Regions from separate parts of the Ovis aries genome. Here region 2 is linked to region 1. Evidence: chromatin contacts called from public Hi-C data. All regions are on one chromosome and are shown on one strand. The core of a region is the stretch at or near the end of the contact, and the rest is flanking DNA. Distances in the headings are between cores, read along the strand shown. Region 1 overlaps PLEKHA6 (pleckstrin homology domain containing A6). Region 2 overlaps PLEKHA6 (pleckstrin homology domain containing A6).

Region 1 (2,700 bases), core at 39-2,538:
CCTACCATTACCATTATGTCATCGAACCTTTTTCCTCCCAAGAAAGAGGCAGGGGACAAAAGGGCTTCTGGCTACGAGGGGGGTAAAGTCAACATTTCTGCTCTGGAGACAAATCAGGCTTTCATTTTTTGTACACGCAAGAGTACACACACACACACACACACACACCCCATCAGCTGAGACAAGTCCGTCTTAGCACTCCACCGACAAAGCCAAGAAACTCTTGTCCACACTGTCTGCAGAAGTCTGACCTGACGTGAGAAGGTGCCTCGGTCAAAGAGCCCAATATTTAGAAGGAATGAGGGTCCTGAGTTGGCAGTTTGGGGAAAGGGGTATCTAAACCCAGAAGACTGGCTTTCTCTCTTCCTGGATTTCTGTTGCTCCCAAATGACAAACTTTGTCTTCTGAGGAGTTGAGTCCCACGCCAACTCTCTATTCCGCACCCCCTCCTTGATCCTGCCGCCCACCTCTCCATACTTGACGTGCGGTAAAAGGGATAAAAGGCAGGACCCAGCTATGCCAGTTTCCTCTGGCTGAGCCCTCGCCGCCTTCCTTCAGTGCTGGGCCCAGGAACTGGCTGCGAGGAGGCCGATGGCACTTCTGCCCAGAGCTCCTGAGTCCCCGGCTCTGGAGACAATGGCTCAGGGAGCGGGGGGAGCCGGGCTCCAGCTCTGCATGCAGAGGGACACACAAAACCATTGTCTCTGCAGCGGGGCAGACAATGACTTGTATTTCTGGCATCTCTGCCAAGGGGTTCACCCCCTTGGACCAAGAGAACCCTGAAGATTTCCTTCTAATAAATAGGGGTGATACTGAAATCTGGCCCCACACTGAGAATGTGCACCCAGCTGTAACAAAGCCCACTCCAGCTGATGGTATGGGAATACTGGAGCTCCCTTACTTGCTCCAGAGCCTCCCAGACAAACAGACAGCGAGACAGAGGACCACTCACCAGCTCGTCTCTGCGATGCCCTCTGCTCTGACTCCTTTCACAATCAGGAATAGGGAAAAGGCTCTCCTTTAACACTCATCGGGCCCTGGTGGGTAGCAATCATTAACAGCCGCACATGCTGACTGGCTTTAACCCCTTCAGTGCTGGCCGCCTCCAGCTGGCTGATGGACAGCCCCGTCCCCTCTTCCCAGCTCCGAGAAAGCAGGAACTCCTGCCTTGATGCCATCCACCTGAGTAATGCCGCTGCCTCCCATGTGGAGAGCAGGAGCCCTCTAGTCCCACCCAGGCTGCCCTGCCTGATTGGAGCACACTGGCAACCTGAGGCGCTTGGTCCTGGCACGATGCCCAATTGGATGAGCCCACATTATGAAATATTTGCCTAGCAGGCCAATAGAGGAGCAGGATCAGGGGGGAGGGGATGATATTTTTATTTATTCCTGGAGGAGACAGAACAGACAAAGGTAGTCCTAACATGCCTAGCCCTGGGCCAGGAAACAGTGGGAAGGCGGGCTTCAGGTCAGCTAAGCGCCTCTAGCCTCCCTGTCCAGGTACAGGGTGGAAGCCTGGAAGGCTTCTAGGCAATTTCAGCTCCTGGCTGTTGAGCTAGAGGGTTTTTTTTGCCTTAATGATTCCCTGACTCACCCAGGAGTTTGGAGCTAGGAACTGTTACAGAAATGAGAAAGGAAAATAACTTGACAGGCGAAAGACTGGTTGTATCTACACAAACTGTGGGGCACAGGTAATCTTCTTTAATCTTTCAGAGTTGCAGAAATCATTTTTGCATCTTTGGTGGATGCAAAAGAAAGGTGAGCAGGAATGAGCAGAGACAAAGTACCTCTTTTTCCCTTTGAAAACAGGCAACTGATTTGGGAGAATCTAAATCCAGCATGAAAGTATCTACATGTAGGGCTTATGCAAATCTATGCAGATATGTGCAAATGAGCAGCTCCGGGCTTTTCAGAGTAAATCCTTGCCAGAATTTTTCTAGTTTGAGCAAGAAACCAGGTAGTCTCCAAACCCTATAAACGAGGATCTCACTGTATGCTGTAGCATAAGGACATCAGCAGAGGGAGCATAGCATATAGGGCTCAATATTTATTTATTTCAATTTAAGTATTTATTGAACTGTTACTACACATAAAGCCTTGAAGTAGTCTAGTAGGGTTTTTAAACCACAACCATAAACATGATAAGCTATGCTGGAGAACGTCAGCGCCCTCTCTCTGCACACCCACAGTTAATACCCCCTTCTTCTTTCTGGCCCCAGTGGGTGGTGCTGCTCCAGCTCGTACCAGCCTGGGTCTAGTGGCTCCATCTCCTCTCACCACCCTCTGTTCTTGTCTGTCAGTAGTCCAGTCGCTGTGGCTCAAGGCCCCGGCTTAAATCTACCGGGGGGGCCCCTTCTTATCTCCTGGGCTGCCTTCCCAGCTGCCTGATGGCGGGTTGGCCCTGGTCTCTTAAAGGGGCTGCGAGCATTCCCAGCCTGCCGCGTCCCCTCTCAGGAATACTCCCGGAAACCTGGTGTCGCGCTGCCTAGAGTCAGGTTCACCAGCCGCTCCCCGCTCACGTCCTTTAGAGCCACAGCCGGCTGCAGGACTGCTAGAGTGCGATCAGCTTAAAACGGGAAAGGATGCTGACGCTTGTGCCTGTGTTGTAGATGCTTATCATATCATGTAAAAGCCCCGCATCTCAGTGTTTAAAGGTTCCCACTCTGTGAGACTGAGTTTTAAAGGGGGACGGGGGCTCAG
Region 2 (2,700 bases), core at 73-2,572, 68 kb after region 1:
CCACCTGCGCCAAGTCTGAAGTCCCTCTCTGTTTACACAGCAGAGCGGGAGCAAGACTCATCTGAAAGGCCTAGGTTGGGAGGGAGTGAGGAGGTGGTTTTAAGGGAGGATATTCCAAAGAACGTGCCTCTGTGACTCCATCCATCCTCCACTTTGGAATCCACATCCCCCAGCACTTAGAAGAAAAAGTCCAAAACTCTCAGTCAGGGATTCAGTCTCTGAACACTCGCATGCTCCTGGCCTTTCGAGGGCCTACCTCCCCCACCACACAATACTGGGGACCACTAAACTGGGCGATGCACTGCCCCTCAAATGTGTCTGCCCCTTCCCCATCCAGCCACGCCTGGACGGTGTCTCCTGCCGAAAGGTAATAAGCGGGGAGCGGATAATGGAGCCCGGGTGATAAACTCTCCTTCAGGACCTGAGATTGAGCCCTGGCTCCCAGATGAGGGACTCTGAACGAGTGACCTGGCTGCTGAGCCTCAGTCTTCCTCGTCTGTAAATGGGGCTTGTCTGCTCCGAGCGCCACGCCACGCCTCACTTCTCTCCTCGTCTGTCTCATGCTTTACTGTTCCAAGGTGTGACTCGCCTTTCGGAGGACAGAGCTGGGCAGGTGACGAACGCGCAGATTCGCTGCCCTGGGACTTCTCTCCTTTGCCCTGCGAGGCTCCATCATACTTCCTGGGACACCACCTCCTCTGGGGTCCCCCAGGTTGGGCTCTCTACTGATGATTCCTGTGAGCCAGCCCTGGGCTCCTGGGTGCCTGCCCCCACCCCACCCCTGCAGCCCCTGGCACGGCACTGAGCCCACCCTGACAGAACCAGAGGCACAGGTGCAGAGAGCCCGTCCTGGCCCCATCTTGGAGGAAGCATCCAGGCCAGAACAAGGATGTGACAGCAGCTGGGTGGGGCTCCCTGAGGGGCAGAGGTGCCCGTGCAAGCTGGCACAGTCACAGGGCAGCGTCCTGGTGGGGGGGGCGGGGGCAGCAGGGCCCAGGCTGGGAGCGAGGGTAACGGGGGCGTGCCTCCACAGAAAGGACCTCTGTCCTACCGCCCTCTTAGCCAGCTGAAGAGAGACGCACTCTTGGAGACTGAACTGACAAGCTCCACAGACAGCTGCCTTAGCAGGAAGGAGTCACAGGTCAGGGAAAATCAGGGATGAGTGTTACCCGGCCAGATCTCCAAGCATCAGAGGACTCCACCAGGCCCACAGTGGTTGAGGGGTGGCAGAGGACAGTCAGGATGCCCCTGTCAGCTCAGGGAGGACCCACCCTCTGCAGGGAGCCAGCCCTTTCAAGGCCTCAGTGGGCCGGTCATGCGTGCTTTGGTGCCCTCCAGTGGGTTTATGTGTGCATGAGCACAGGCTTGCAATGGGTTTTACCCACATTTTAACCCTGTGCTTTTTCTCTTCTCCCTGCATATCCTTTCTGTTCAATGACACTTTAAAACTGCACACACGCTTGAGCAATGCCATCAGTTGTGTAATACCAAAGAATGACCTCCCAAGCACCATGAAGGGAAGGATCTATTGAACACAATTATCAGATTTATCTGATGCTGGCCAAATATCAGTATTTGCTCATTGAAATTTGACTCAACCACACTAAAAGGAGAAGAAAAAAGTGAAGCCCAGATTCCAAAGTTATATGGATAGCTGACTTTTATTATTACCTGTTGGAAAGGCAGAGGAACCAGAGATCAAATTGCCAACATCCGCTGAATGATTGAAAAAGCAAGAGAGTTCCAGAAAAACATCTATTTCTGCTTTATTGACTACGCCAGAGACTTTGACTGTGTGGATCACAATAAACTGTGGAAAATTCTGAAAGAGATGGGAATACCAGACCACCTGACCTGCCTCTTGAGAAACCTGTATGCAGGTCAGGAGGCAACAGTTAGAACTGGGTATGGAACAACAGACTGGTTCCAAATAGGAAAAGGAGTACTTCAAGGCTGTATATTGTCACCCCGCTTATTTAACTTCTATGCAGAGTACATCATGTGAAACGCTGGGCAGGAAGAAGCACAAGCTGTAATCAAGATTGCCGGGAGAAATATCAATAACCTCAGATATGCAGATGACACCACCCTTATGGCAGAAAGTGAAGAGGAGTTAAAGATCCTCTTGATGAAAGTGAAAGAGGAGAGTGAAAAGGCTGGCTGAAAGCTCAACATTCAGAAAACTAAGATCATGAAATCTGGTCCCATCACTTCATGGGAAATAGATGGGGTAACAGTGGAAACAGTGTCAGACTTTATTTTGGGGGGCTCCAAAATCACTGCAGATGGTGACTGCAGCCATGAAATTAAAAGACGCTTACTCCTTGGAAGGAAAGTTATGACCAACCTAGATAGCATATTCAAAAGCAAAGACATTATTTTGTCAACAAAAGTCCATCTAGTCAAGGCTATAGTTTTTCCACTGGTCACGTATGGATGTGAGAGTTGGACTGTGAAGAAAGCTGAGCACTGAAGAATTGATGCTTTTGAACCATGGTGTTGGAGAAGACTCTTGAGAGTCCCTTGGACTGCAAGGAGATCCAACCAGTCCATCCTAAAGGAGATCAGTCCTGGGTGTTCATTGGAAGGACTGATGTTGAAGCTGAAACTCCAGTACTTTGTCCACCTCATGCGAAGAGTTGACTCATTGGAAAAGACCCTGATGCTGGGAGGGATTGGGGGCAGGAGGAGAAGGGGACG

The links. Hi-C and Micro-C count contacts between places; a contact is called where the count stands out from the background.
Region 2: a Hi-C map of hypothalamus shows a contact between it and region 1, with 4 times the contacts expected there. The contact joins two enhancer-like sites. A contact is called at or near these places in 4 of 16 Hi-C or Micro-C datasets (hypothalamus, liver, muscle and 1 more).

The regions. Positions count from the first base shown.
Region 1 is chr12:1,889,418-1,892,117 of ARS-UI_Ramb_v3.0, forward strand. All of the region lies in intron 4 of PLEKHA6 (pleckstrin homology domain containing A6), which reads right to left. Among named protein-coding and RNA genes, the nearest start is that of GOLT1A, 67 kb to the left of the region's middle. Within about 2 kb of position 1,289, at least 21 of the 54 cell types and tissues checked have an H3K27ac peak or open chromatin away from gene starts, as enhancers often do. A contact at or near this core is called in hypothalamus, where this site is marked.
Region 2 is chr12:1,957,854-1,960,553 of ARS-UI_Ramb_v3.0, forward strand. The region is part of intron 3 of PLEKHA6 (pleckstrin homology domain containing A6); the gene reads right to left. Among named protein-coding and RNA genes, the nearest start is that of PLEKHA6, 15 kb to the right of the region's middle. Within about 2 kb of position 1,323, at least 4 of the 54 cell types and tissues checked have an H3K27ac peak or open chromatin away from gene starts, as enhancers often do. A contact at or near this core is called in hypothalamus, where this site is marked.